Linked DNA regions of Sus scrofa: regions 1 and 2 are each linked to region 3. Evidence: chromatin contacts called from public Hi-C and HiChIP or PLAC-seq data. All regions are on one chromosome and are shown on one strand. Each heading gives the region's core, a stretch centred on a gene start, on an enhancer-like site or on the middle of the called end of the contact. The rest is flanking DNA. Distances are from core to core; before and after follow the strand shown. Region 1 holds the start of RPS13 (ribosomal protein S13). Region 2 overlaps PIK3C2A (phosphatidylinositol 4-phosphate 3-kinase C2 domain-containing subunit alpha). Region 3 overlaps PIK3C2A (phosphatidylinositol 4-phosphate 3-kinase C2 domain-containing subunit alpha).

Region 1 (4,472 bases), core at 1,303-3,802, 130 kb before region 3:
GAGCTCAAGCATAATGAAGATGCTCACTCAGACATCCAAGGAAGAACTGGCCAACATAAAGAAAAACCTTTCTGGTGGAAACTGCGAATGTTTGGAAATCAATCATCATAGTGAGCAATCGATGCAAAAATTCATACAACACAAACACCTGGGAGTAGAGCTAAGAACGAACCTAAGATTGATTAAAAGGGTCTGTTTGTGTTCTGAATCAGTAGATTACAGAACTAGACCCTTTGCTGGTCTTTGTAAATAAGTTTCAATGGAACCAGCCACACCTGCCCACCGGTTTTTGTCTACCGCTGTTTTCTTGCTACAATGACAAAGCGTAGTTGACCATATAGCTTCAGTCTAAAATGCTGCCGGACCTTTTACAATATTTAAAATATTCAGTATCTAGCCAACTCCTGTTCTTTTTAACAAAAAGGGCTCATACTTACTATTTCCAATTTGGGGGAAGGACTCGTTTGGTCTTATAATATCGAGCCAACCGGTGAATACGGCTCTCAATCAGAATCAGACGGAATTTAGCATCTTTATCCTAAAAATAAAAATGGGCAGAATTCAGGTAAACCACTAATAACTAACATTATTTTAACAGGAGAGTGTTTAGACCCCATGCACTTTAATGAAAAGTAAGCCAGTGCCCCTTAACAGAATCAGAGGCTAGGGTTCCTGTGACTAGATTAAGTCCCTAAAGGAATTTAAAGCTTTGAAATAGAAGACTTAACAAGCTGAAAATAAACACCTCAACATTTTCAACCAACTGAATGTGCTGCATCTAGGGACCCTCCCTCTGGAAGAATTTTTATTTCAACCAACTACCTCGTACATTGTTTGTGCCCTAAATCATCTTAGATAATTCAAATCAGATAGACTGTGTTTTACTGAAATACAGTTGTACAGTTCTGTTCTCTTACCTTTCTGTTCCTTTCAAGATGCTTTCGAACAGCAACAGCTTTCTTAATTAAATGGTAGAGATCCTCAGGAAGATCAGGAGCAAGTCCTTTGGACTTAAGAATCCTCAAGATTTTATTGCCTGTCACAAAACGTACTTGTGCAACACCGTGTGAGTCTCTCAGGATCACACCTGAAAAGAAGTAACAGAAATTCCCACACCATACACACAAACCGAGCATGTGATGTCAGGGTCTAAGATCTAGTCACTTTCCCAGTTTCTCACTTGTAAAAACAGGACTTACTTTTATACAATCAGACACCAATATGAGAAGGCATGCAAAGCTCACTCAGACATCCAAGGAAGGTTTACCCAACACTAAGGAAAACCCCTTCTGGTGGAAACTGCGAATGTTGGAAGACCATCATCACAGTGAGCTTGCTGGATTACAGACCACCACCACCAACAAAAAAAAAAAAAATCAAAGAGGTTCTTCGAAATAGCACCATCTGACTGCTTGACAGCCTATTATTTATTTCCTATTTGTATGTGATACCTCCACCAAACTATAAGCTCCAGGAGAGTAGACATGTTGCCCTTTTTTTTACTTCTGTATTCTAGGGATCCAGAACCACATAGCAGAAAAACATTTGAGGAATAAAGCCATCTGCACAAAAGTCACACACAGCTGAGGTCCAAAGCACATCTAACTGTGAGAAAAGGACAAAGACTCAATGTAACTAATTCCAACGCCACCACCAACAGCTGGGTGATTTGGGGCTAATTATATAGCCCAATGTGCCTAAGTTCCCTTAACTAAAAATAGGAAAACCACTAGTATAGCTGTCAGAATCGAAGTCAGTATATGCGAGGGCTTAGAACCTTACACCTAGGAGGGTACCCAGCCCAAAGAACACTCATTAAATTTCGGCGAGCATTTCAATCACTTTACCGTCTTCCACGTAAGAACTTGACAGTTCTGCAAATGAAAACTAGGCCTCGGTCATCAAGAAAGCCAGGAAAAGGTGGAAAAGATTTTCAAGTCACGTGTAAGATATTTACTCTCAGACTCTTTTCCAGCAAGTTACACGAGGCCAGGCGGAAAGGGCTACATCAGACAAAACTACTCACCGATCTGTGAGGGAGTCAGGCCCTTCTTGGCCAGTTTGTAGATCTGCTCCTTCACGTCGTCAGACGTCAGCTTCAGCCACTGTTTATAGAAAAGAAAGCAGCCTTAAGACGACAAATCAGGGATGGAACCGAAACACAGCGGTCCTGACCGCCCTGAAGACCCCACACTTATGCACACGTGGTCTCCCTCCCCGCGCCACTTCCCTCGAGTGACGACTGGCACCCCCTCCCGGCCTCTCCCCGATCCCCGCACGCCACTTACGGTGGGGACGCTGCGGCGGTAGGGCAGAGCCGACTGGGACAGGCCCTTCCTAGAGAGAGAAACAGTCTCGGCGTGAGGAGGCGATCCGCGCCACAGCAACCCCAAACCTCACCCCCTCGGCCCGCTGCCCACACTCCCTATTTACCCGACCCCAGGACCCAGCCCTGCAGCCCACTTGCAAACCCGAGCTCACCCCGGAGCGTGCATGCGACCCATGATGGCGGCGGTCAGGCAACGAAAAAGAGAGAGGAGGTGGGAGCGCCGCAGGAAGCCACCGTGCACGCAGGAAGTGACCTCACACGTCCTCGCTTGCGGGAGGAGGAGCTGCTCTATGTGGTTCCTGGCGTCGGCGTGACTACATAACCCGAAATGCATTTCAACATGGACTACACGTTCCGTCATGCATCGGTACCGGGGGGCGGTGCCTGACCAGAGCGGGAAAAAGTTCGTCTCCTGTCCCGGCTGTGAGCTCTGTGAAGGTGCTGCCTCCGCCAAGGTCCTGCAGTTTGGATCCCGGATTGAGACTAAGCACGCAGCAGATTCGGCTGCAGGGGTTGGTAGATTTGGTCCCTTCCCGTAGGGCCGTTATCTGCGCCCTTGCAGCCTAGCGAACTTGGCCTCCCAAAGTTCAGCCATGAGCAGTTTTTCGTCCTCGCACCAGCGTCAGACTTTGTCTTAGCCCTGAATTTCTCAAAGTCTGTACCTTCCCTTAAAATTTCACAGGTATATTACAGTGGTGATGAGTGCGACTGTAAATAATGGTAGTGGCTCCGCCTAGATAGCGATGACATTTCTTTACCTCAAATCCTAGCCTTTCAGTGGCGGGATCACTGAGTACGGAGCATCAGCCTAGCGATTTGAATCAGGCCCTGGCGAACCCCCTTCCCGGTACCTACTCATCCACCTGGGACCTCTTCACTCTTTCCCCCACCTTGGGCGGTGGGGCGCTTGGCTGGGAGGGGAGGAGTGCGGGGCCTCACGGAGCCGCGTCCGAGAGAGCGTTGGCTAACATGAAAGAGATTTGAGAATAAGACTGCATGGATTACGGTACATTTACTTACTTAAACATGAGGGTTTTTTTGTTTTTTGCTTTTTAGGGCCACACCCACGGCATATGGATGTTCCCAGGCTAGGGGTCCAATCCGAGCTACAGCTGCCCGCCTACACCAGAGCCACAGCAACGCCAGATCGGAGCTGCCTCTGCAACCTACACCACAGCTCACGGCAGCCAGGATCCTCAACCCATCGAGCGAGGCCAGAGATTGAACCCCCAACGTCATGGTTCCTAGTGGATTCCTTTTGGCTGCGCCTGGACAGGAACTCCTACACATGAGTTTTTTGAGTCCTCCAGCATTGCCGGAATGATTTACCCTCAACCTTCCGATTTACCACAGTTGTACCTTGCAGTGGAATAATAGATGTCTAAGATATAACCCATACCAGTGCTGGATTGTTTTGAGAATACCACTCTGGTTAAGAAAGAAAAAAATCGGTTGTAAAAAGACCACTTCTAATAAGGATATATAGGAATGTTTACTCAAATATTTATTCGTAGTATAGGAATTATAACTGTTTTCAGGGTTTTTTGTTTTAGTCACGTTGAAGCCCTCCAGTAGTTTTCAGTTCACCTTATCTTTCCATGATTGTATATTCAGTAATAATAAAAACAAGATGTGTGTGAATTTTAATGAAACGGTATTTACCTTCTATTGCCTTTATGTGTCGCATGATGAGAACTTTTTGTTCATTACAAACGGGAGTTCCTGTCGTGGCTCAGTGGTTAACGAATCAGGCTAGGAACCATGATGGTGGCGCTTTCGATCCTGGGCCTTGCTCAGTGGGTTAAGGATCCAGCGTTGCCGTGAGCTGTGGTGTAGGTTGCAGACGTGGCTCGGATCCCGGGCTGCTGTGGCTGTGGCGTAGGCCTGTGGCCATAGCTCTAATTAGACCCCCTAGCCTGAGAATCTCCATATACCACAGGAGCGGCCCTAGAAAAGGAAAAAACAAAAAAACAAAACCCTTATTTTTTAAAGACAAGAGAAATTATAATTTTACTATCTAAAGTCACTGTTAACACATTTGTTAAAGGCAGAGTTTCAGTGATCAAATGGTTTCTGAAAATTGATTTATGAATTTGTAAAGGTTTTATGGAGGTAAAATTCACATACCATAAACGTCACTATT
Region 2 (4,172 bases), core at 1,166-3,665, 81 kb before region 3:
TTTTATTAAAAAATTTTTTTGTATTTTATTTTTTTGATTTGAGATCTTTATTATTAGAAGAATTTAATCTTTTTTTTTTTTGGTAGTGCCCTTTATTACTCAATGAATTTATTACATTTATAGTTGTACAGTGATCATCACAATCCAATTTTATAGGATTTCCACCCATAAAACCAGCACATTCCCCCACCCCCTGAACTCTTTCCTTTGGAAACCATAGTTTTTCAAAGTCTGTGAGTCAGTATCTGTTCTGCAAAGAAGTTCATTGTGTCTTTTTCTCAGATTCCACATGTCAGTGAAAGCATTTGATGTTGGTGTCTCGTCTGACTGACCCCACTTAGCATGATAATTTCTAGGTCTATCCATGTTGCTAAAAATGCCCGTATTTCGTTCCTTTTAATGGCTGAGTAATACTCCCTGTGTACATGTACCATATCTTCTTTATCCACTCCTCTGTTGATGGACATTTAGGCTGTTTCCATGTCTTGGCTATTGAAAATAGTGCTGCAATGAACACTGGAATATATGTGTCTTTTCGAGTCATGGTTTTCTCTGGAACGATGCCCATTTTTTGATGGGGTTGTTTGTTTTTTTGGTATTGAGTTTCAGGAGGCATTTGTATATTTTGCAGATTAATCCCTTGTCAGTTGCTTCATTTGCAAATATTTTCTCCCCTTCGTGGGTTGTCTTTTTGCTTTGTTAGGGTTTCCCTTTCGGTGCAAAACCTTTAATTACGTCTCATTTGTTTTGATTTTGTTCTCATTACTCTAAGAGGTGAATTTGAGAAGATATTACTGTGGTTTATATCAGAGAGTGTTTGGCCTGTTTTCCTCTAAGAGTTTTATAATATCTGGTCTTTTTTTTTTTTTTTTTTTGGTTTTTTTAGGGTTGCACCTGTGGCATATTTAAGTTCCCAGGCTAGGGGTAGAATTGGAGCTGCAGCTGCCGGCCTATGCCACAGCCATAGCAAAACCAGATTCGAGCTGCATCTGTGACCTACACTACAGCTCACAGCAACACTAGATCCTTAACCCACTGAGCAAGGCCAGGGATCAGACCTTTGTCTTCATGGATACCAGTCAGGTTCGTTACTGCTGAGCTACAACAGGAACTCCCTAGTACCCGCTCTTATATTTAAGTCTTTAATCCATTTTGAGTTTATTTTTGTGTATGGTGTTAGGAAGTGTTCTAATTTCATTCTTTTACTTGTAGCTGTCCAGTTTTCCCAGCACCACTTACTGAAGGGATGTCTTTTCTCCATTGTATATTCTTTCCTCCTTTGTCATAGATTAGTTCACTGTAGGTGTGTGGTTAAATTTTTGACACATTATATTTTATTTTAGAACCAACCTTACCCTCAATTAGATTATTTAAAGGCAAATTCTGATATTTATGGATCTCAATGATAAACATTTTAACAATTATAATAAAATAATTTTTAAAAATTACTTAAAGTTATCACCTAGTCAGTATTCAAATTTGATCATCTCATAATTTTTTTTTTAATTTTATGGTCACATGCGTGGCAAATGGAAGTTCCCAGGCTAGGGACTGAATCTGAGCCGGATCCTTTAACCCGCTGCCCTAGGCTGGGGATCAAACTTGTACCTCCACAGCAACCAAAGCTGCTGCAGTTGGATTCTTAACCCATGAACCATAGCGGGACTCCAATTTTTTTTTTATAGTTGGTTAGTTTGAATAAGGATCCAAGTAAGGTCCAACACTTGCTTTGATTGATAATGTATTTTTAAGTATCTTTAATTCAAGGTCAACAAACTCTAGACTGGTTTTGTAAATAAACTTTTATTAGGAGTGTCCATTGTAGCTCAGAGGGTTAAGAATCCAACTAGTATCCATGAGGATACAGGTTCATCCCTGACCTTGCTCAGGGTGTTAAGGATCCAGTGTTGCTGCAAACCATGTCATAGGTTGCTGACACAGCTCAAATCCAGCAGCTACAGCTACAATTTGACCCCTAGCCTGGGAACTTCCATGTGCAGTAGGTGCGGCCCTAAAAAGAACAGGGGGAAAAAAAAAAAAGAGAAGTTCCTTTTTTTACTAGTATATTACCAGCTCCTGATGCACCGAATAAAGTGGCACATACTGTTTGGTATAGCTGTCTTTCTGTGATGTTAAGAGAATCAGTTTAAGTGCTATCAGTCTAAACCATCCATTATAAAGTTCCAGAAGAGTTAATAATAATGGTTTTAAACAGGCAGCAGTGACAAAGCTAAAGTCACCAGGCAAATCTGATAATCACCACTTTAAATCAGTCAACCAAGAACGCTTTGGACCCCTGTGGATATTGGCAATGTCTGGAGATGTTTTTGGTTGGCAACTAGGGGTACTAATGGCCTTTATAGGCATTGCCATATCTGGCATTACCATGTGATATGGGTTACATACATGGCTTGGGTCCCACATTGCTATAGCTGTGGCATAGGCCAGCAGCTGCAACTCTGATTCAACCCCTAGCCTGGGAATTTCCATATGCTGCAAGAGTGGCCCTAAAAAAAAAAAAAAAAAAAAAAAAAATTTGAGCTCAATAAAAGAATAAAAAAATCTTACACTGCCACCTCAAATATGAAGGAAGTAACTAAAAGAAAAATATGTGGATAAATGCTAGGTTTAAGTACATGGGAAAAGAATATTCAAAATTAAAACTTATGAAGTCAATATTTCAAACACCACATAATTTTAAAAGTAATTACTGTAAAATCCAACTGTGTTTGCCATTTAAGAGGAAAAAGGAAGTAGAACTAGGTTAGTAGAATTTTTCCATTCTTATTTTTTGCTTTATTGTAGGTTAAATACATCAGTTACGAAATCATTTCCCAAACTGTCCCATGGGTCACAATGTTTCAAGATATATTCTAGAACAGAAAGAGGACCACAGTATCAAATAAGTTTGAGAATGGCAATATAGGATAATAATTAAGAACACAGACCCTGGGGCCAGACTACCTAGATGCAAATCCAATTTGACCACTTATTAGCTAAGTGATCTAAGGCAAGCCACTTTGTTTCTCTCATTTTGTTGATATTAACACCTACTTAATAGCATTGTTGTAAGGTATATAAGGCTACGTATACATTATTCAGACTAATACCTAGCACAGAGTAAATGCTGTTTGCTATTATAGTAATACTGTTATCAAACACAGTAGGCTTTTTAAAAATATGTTCTTTTTTAAAAAATTAAAATATAGTTGATTTATACTATTGTGTCAATTTCTGCTGTACAGCAAAGTGACCCAGTTGTACATATATAAATACATTCCCTTTCTTATCTTCCATCACGGTCTATTCCAAGAGACTGGATATAGTTCCCTTTGCCGTACAGTTGGACCTCACTGCTTATCCATTCTAAATGTAATAGTTTGCATCTACTAACCCCAAACTACCCTCATCCCACTCTCTCCCTCCTCCCCCTTAACAACCACAGTCTGTTCCTTCTATTTGTGAATCTGTTTCTGATCTGTGGATAGATTCATTTGTGCTATATTAATACATTCTTTTTTATTTATTTATTTATTTATTTATTGGCCAGGCCCATGACATGCAGAAGTTCCAGGGCTAGATAGAACCCACACCACAGCAGTGGACCCACCTCATGGATCCTAGTCAGGTTCGCTACCACTGAGCCATGATGGGAATGCCCTGGAACATATTATTTAAAACATAATCGAAATAGCCAGGCATTCCTGTCGTGGCTCAGTGGTTAACAAATCCGACTAGGAACCATGAGGTTGCGGGTTTGATCCCTGGCCTTGCTCAGTGGGTTAAGGATCTGGCGTTGCCATGAGCTGTGGTGTAGGTCACAGGTGTGGCTTGGATCCCACGTTGCTGTGGCCCTGGCGTAGGTTGGCAGCAACAGCTCTGATTAGACCCCTAGCCTGGGAACCTCCGTATGCCATGGGAGCGGCCCTAGAAAAGGCAAAAAGACAACAACAACAAAAAAACACAACAACAAAAAAAACACACAAAAGAGTCACCTGAAAGGCCAAATAGATTATACTATTCCAATGTCTATTAGTAGACACAAAGCTCAAAAAGAACTCCTTTAACCTTAGAGATAGTAAGTTTTGTATCCATGAGGAACTTCTGAAGATTAGAGGCCAGGGGCTCATAGCAGTAGGGTAGATCAGTCATGTAAAGAGAAGGGAATAAGA
Region 3 (4,274 bases), core at 315-2,814:
AACAAAGAATGATATGCTTGACATATAACTAATTACATAAAGCTATAGTTTCTAAAATTCCTAAATACAAGCACGCCAACTTTCACATTCCATGAAACAGAAAGTTGTGAAACCTATGGATTAAAACAAATATATTGCTTGCCAAGAAAAACTGCAAGCAACATGCATACAAAACACAAACCACAACAGTTTTCATAAGAAAAAATTGTTTTAGAATCTATTAATTTAGGCAAAATTACTTGAAACAGCTCTATATGTGCTTTGTACCTCTGTACTATCACTCTTGAACTAGGTCTGAGTTAAATTAACAGCATAATGCTTTTCAGTACTCAAAGACTTTTGTAATATTAAACAAGCAGTTATCTTCAACTGCATTGAACTCAACTAAGGCACTTTGGTCTAATTTGCTACTAAGAGCATCAACCCCAATCCTGGCAAAGCTGCCCAGAGATGTCTTATGTGGAAACTTAACCACAAGCCAAGGAGGCAAAGGTACAAAGTCTCTCCTGGAATCAGTGTTCCTGGACCTCCCTATAGCCTTCTCTCTTTGTATACTACCTCTTCACCACTCTTCTAGGAATAGCTTTCTTTTTTTTTTTTTTTTTTTTTTTTTGCATCTTTTCTAATCTGTGGCTTTGTTGGTCCAAAATATTATACAATTTTCCCAACAGAACTTTTCTGCCTGACATTCACCTGGAAAGATTTTAGGGTACCTCTTTAATAAAGTAATCTTGTGCAAAGAAGGCCTCCTTCCTTACCCTCAATTCAACATCCACTGTTGAAAATAAAAATAAAATTACAACCCGTACTTCTATCAGTCTAATATAGGGAAAGAAATACCACAGGCTCTCTCTTCTACCTTCTTTATCTCCAGATTATTCCTCACTTTTCTCCTTCCTCATTTCCCTCCTCAATCCCTGCTCCCCCTGGAAAAAATTCCACAGCTGGAAAATTTCAGTTTTAAAGCCAAACTATTTAGTGAGGAAAATAAGTGTGTGCTTTTTTCTTCAATTATTTGTTCCTCCGTCACTCTGGAAGAGTTAAACAAATATTTTTAATCTGACCGCCCTCCCAGAATGATGATGCGCTAAATACACACTGAAATAAAACTCTCTTCGCGAAGCAAGCGGATTCGCGGCAAAAAGGCAACCGGGGAGTGGAGAGAGGGCGGGGGTAATGGGGACAGAGAAGAAACAGGATCGTTGGCCCCTAAAACCGGAGATAGGAATAAGGAGGTGAAAAGACGCGGGGGGCGGGGATTACAGCTGAGAAGTGCAACACACACACTCGCCAGAATCTAACAATTCGACAAGAGAATTGGACCGGCCACCGCGACTCCAAGCCTGGTCCCGAGAGAACAAGGGGGTGGCTTCCCCTCCCCCTTTGAGACAAAACTAACTCCCGGGCGCACCCCCCCAACTCCCCGACAAGAGGGTCCTGGTGGATGCGCGGGCACCTGGCAACCGCCTGGATGGAAGCAAAGCCCAAGAGGGAGGTAAGTCGGTCTTGGGCAGCGCTAAGAGTCCGGGATGGAGGGTCAGAAGCGGGCACCAGGGAGACTGGGGGCCGCGGCAAAACACCCTCTCATCCCAGGATCCCAGGGGCTTCTCGCTGCCTTTGCAGAGTAGGGTCCCCGGTTCCGGCTCCCGCCGCATCTTCCGCTCCTCACCTCACGCTGCCTGAGCCTCTGCCTCCACCACAACCCAAGCCGCCACAGCCGCCACGGTCCGGGCCATTTTCCACTCAGCCGCCTCAGCCGCTGCGGAGAGCTTCGGCAGACTCCGCGGCCAGCCAAGCACAGACGTCACTTCCGGCCGGGGAAGCACCGCCTTCCGCGCTCAAACTTCTCAAGCATTGGCTGGTGTTGACGACCTACCTGAGGTAGTGGGCGGGGCTTGGGAGCGAAGCCTGAGGTTCCAGATGGGGTAGAAGGGGGGCTCCCCCAGAAAAATGCTTGACAGGCTGTGGACGTCTCCCTGTGCAGCCCCAGACCAAGGGACAGGGTCTCGAAGACCCGAGCCGGCCACCTCTCCAGCCTGGCGTCAGAAGCCCCGCCAACCACCGAACGACTCTATTGTTCCCGTGCCCTCTCTTGGGACTCCGCACTCTCCCTATCCAAGCCGCAGCTTCCAGATTCGTGGTTTTTGCCCCAGGCCGCACGGAGATAACTTTGTGATTGGAAGACTGAAAGGAACAGGCAAGATATAAAATCGTTCACTCCAACCAGCGTTTACCTCACAGAGGATCAGGTGCTGGGAGTTGTGTAATTAGTAGCCCGCCTATCACGTGGATTGTGTAAAGTGCTTCCACATCAGCGTCTCATTTAATCCTCCCAACAGCCAGGTGAGGAAGATGGTCCAATAATAACTCAAGGCAAGACAGCTCTTTTCTACACTGCAAGACAGCTTCACATACAATCTCTATGTAAATACCTTCCTCATGAGAATTGAATGAGATTATTCTTTTAAAGCATTTAGCCCTCAAATGTTAGATTAAAAAATTGCATGACCATGTTAAGCAGATAGGAAAATTATCACCATTTACAGATGGTGAAGCCGGGGGCACAATTCAAACTCAGTTCTGACCCTAATCCATAGTATTTGACAACAGGTACAGGCGTCCCTTAAACAGAACAGCTCCTTTCAGAGGTTCACAATCTAATGTGATAGACTAGTTTGGGCTGCAATTCTCAGTTTGAAAAAAAAAAAAATTGTGAGAAAGCTGTAAGAAGTAGAAACTTAGCTTCAAGAAAGAGTGGAGAAGTAAATCTGATTTCTTTCTTTCTTTTTTTTTTTTTTGTCTTTTTGTCTTTTGTTGTTGTTGTTGCTATTTCTTGGGCCGCTCCCGCGGCATATGGAGGTTCCCAGGCTAGGGGTTGAATCGGAGCTGTAGCCACCGGCCTACGCCAGAGCCACAGCAACGCGGGATCCGAGCCGCGTCTGCAACCTACACCACAGCTCAAGGCAACGCCGGATCGTTAACCCACTGAGCAAGGGCAGGGACCCAACTCGCAACCTCATGGTTCCTAGTCGGATTCGTTAACCACTGCGCCACGACGGGAACTCCTCTTTCTTTCTTTTTCGAGGGAGGTTGTAAAGTGGATGAAGCCCTCTAATCACTGTAATAAACATGCCTACATTTCCCAGGAAATAACACTGGCTGGAGTTGCTACCCTACGTTGTCTAGAAGCAACTGTATGATTATTCCCTGTGGCTGTGGCTACCACCTCTTGTCCACTCACCCTTCCTACTGCTAGTTTTCCACCAACTCCCCTCCTCCCTGCCCCCCCCCCATGTATACACACTTCCAGGCAAGCTTTACACACCCTAGAAGAATGTCTCTTAGGAATCCGCTTAGTGCTACAGCATTGTTCTGCTTTATCTTCTGATCAAAGGAGGAATTTCTAGAATTGGCAGCTCCTTCACAAGATTAAATGGGGAGGGGAAAACCAATTGTCTCAGGCTGGTTTCCTAACTTCAGCTTCAGAACTGAGTGTGCCTTCAGAAAAAAAGGAAGGGGACTTGAGGGAACACTGTGTCTTGTGGGAAGATTATCTCTGACTTTTTTGTATCTTTCTTACATTTTTCTTAGGAGAAATATTTTCTCAGGGTCTTAGCAGCAGAGGGCCCTTGCTTGAGTGAGTTCCTTGTTGCAGCTCAGACTTTATTATTTCATTACTATTTTATTATGGCTCTTGAATGGCCAATACTTCTTAGGCTTTGATGGATCAGAAGGATTCTCATAAGAAGAGGAAGGTGAGCATGGTGGTTTGCCAGATTCCAAAAAAAGCAGCATTCATAAACTGCCAGGTGTGGAGAATCTGAACTGTAGCCCTCGCCTAGCTTATCTCATCTCTCTGGCAATGGGCATATGAAGATGCTTATGTGAGCAATAGAAACACAAAGTTCTAGAAGAAAGTATGAACTGGTACTGTTGTCATTTGGAACCAAACAGATTAGCTGGCAGCCATTTCTCCTCTCCCTTCTCCCACTGGCTTCGACATTAAGAGTGAAACGTAGAGAAAAGAATTGAGGAGGAGGCATTATATTTTTAAGTGTTCCAATCCTAACCTCCCACAGAGAACTTCACAGCCCCACAAATATTCCCAAATTTCTTCCAGTATCAAATGAGAACTATACAACCTGATTTACTACCGGTAAAAAGTGGCTAACATTTATTGAGTCTTTACTAAGGCCAACTGGTGTTCTGAGTGCTTTACAAGTCTTGGAGAGGAATTTACAAGAATCCCTCCGATAACCTTATAAAATACTATT

What was found. Hi-C and Micro-C count contacts between places; a contact is called where the count stands out from the background. HiChIP or PLAC-seq counts read pairs in DNA pulled down with a chosen protein or histone mark.
Region 1: a contact with region 3 is called in a Hi-C map of skeletal muscle, with 2.6 times the contacts expected there. The contact joins the promoter of RPS13 here to the enhancer-like site in region 3. A contact is called at or near these places in 3 of 47 Hi-C or Micro-C datasets (alveolar macrophages, psoas muscle and skeletal muscle) and 2 of 2 datasets of contacts at active chromatin or transcription factors (alveolar macrophages and skeletal muscle).
Region 2: an H3K27ac HiChIP or PLAC-seq map of alveolar macrophages shows a contact between it and region 3. The contact joins two enhancer-like sites. A contact is called at or near these places in 6 of 47 Hi-C or Micro-C datasets (alveolar macrophages, embryonic fibroblasts, epiblast stem cells and 2 more) and 1 of 2 datasets of contacts at active chromatin or transcription factors (alveolar macrophages).

The regions. Positions count from the first base shown.
Region 1 is chr2:42,028,665-42,033,136 of Sscrofa11.1, reverse strand. It overlaps RPS13 (ribosomal protein S13), which reads right to left and starts at 2,552. Exons shown (of 6, transcript NM_001244829.1): 1 at 2,482-2,552; 2 at 2,289-2,337; 3 at 2,027-2,105; 4 at 918-1,087; 5 at 438-538. The coding sequence starts at 2,504.
Region 2 is chr2:41,984,659-41,988,830 of Sscrofa11.1, reverse strand. The region is part of intron 15 of PIK3C2A (phosphatidylinositol 4-phosphate 3-kinase C2 domain-containing subunit alpha); the gene reads right to left. Among named protein-coding and RNA genes, the nearest start is that of RPS13, 44 kb to the left of the region's middle. Within about 2 kb of position 2,415, at least 1 of the 83 cell types and tissues checked has an H3K27ac peak or open chromatin away from gene starts, as enhancers often do. A contact at or near this core is called in alveolar macrophages, where this site is marked.
Region 3 is chr2:41,902,556-41,906,829 of Sscrofa11.1, reverse strand. The region is part of intron 2 of PIK3C2A (phosphatidylinositol 4-phosphate 3-kinase C2 domain-containing subunit alpha); the gene reads right to left. Among named protein-coding and RNA genes, the nearest start is that of PIK3C2A, 75 kb to the right of the region's middle. Within about 2 kb of position 1,564, at least 80 of the 83 cell types and tissues checked have an H3K27ac peak or open chromatin away from gene starts, as enhancers often do. A contact at or near this core is called in alveolar macrophages and skeletal muscle, where this site is marked.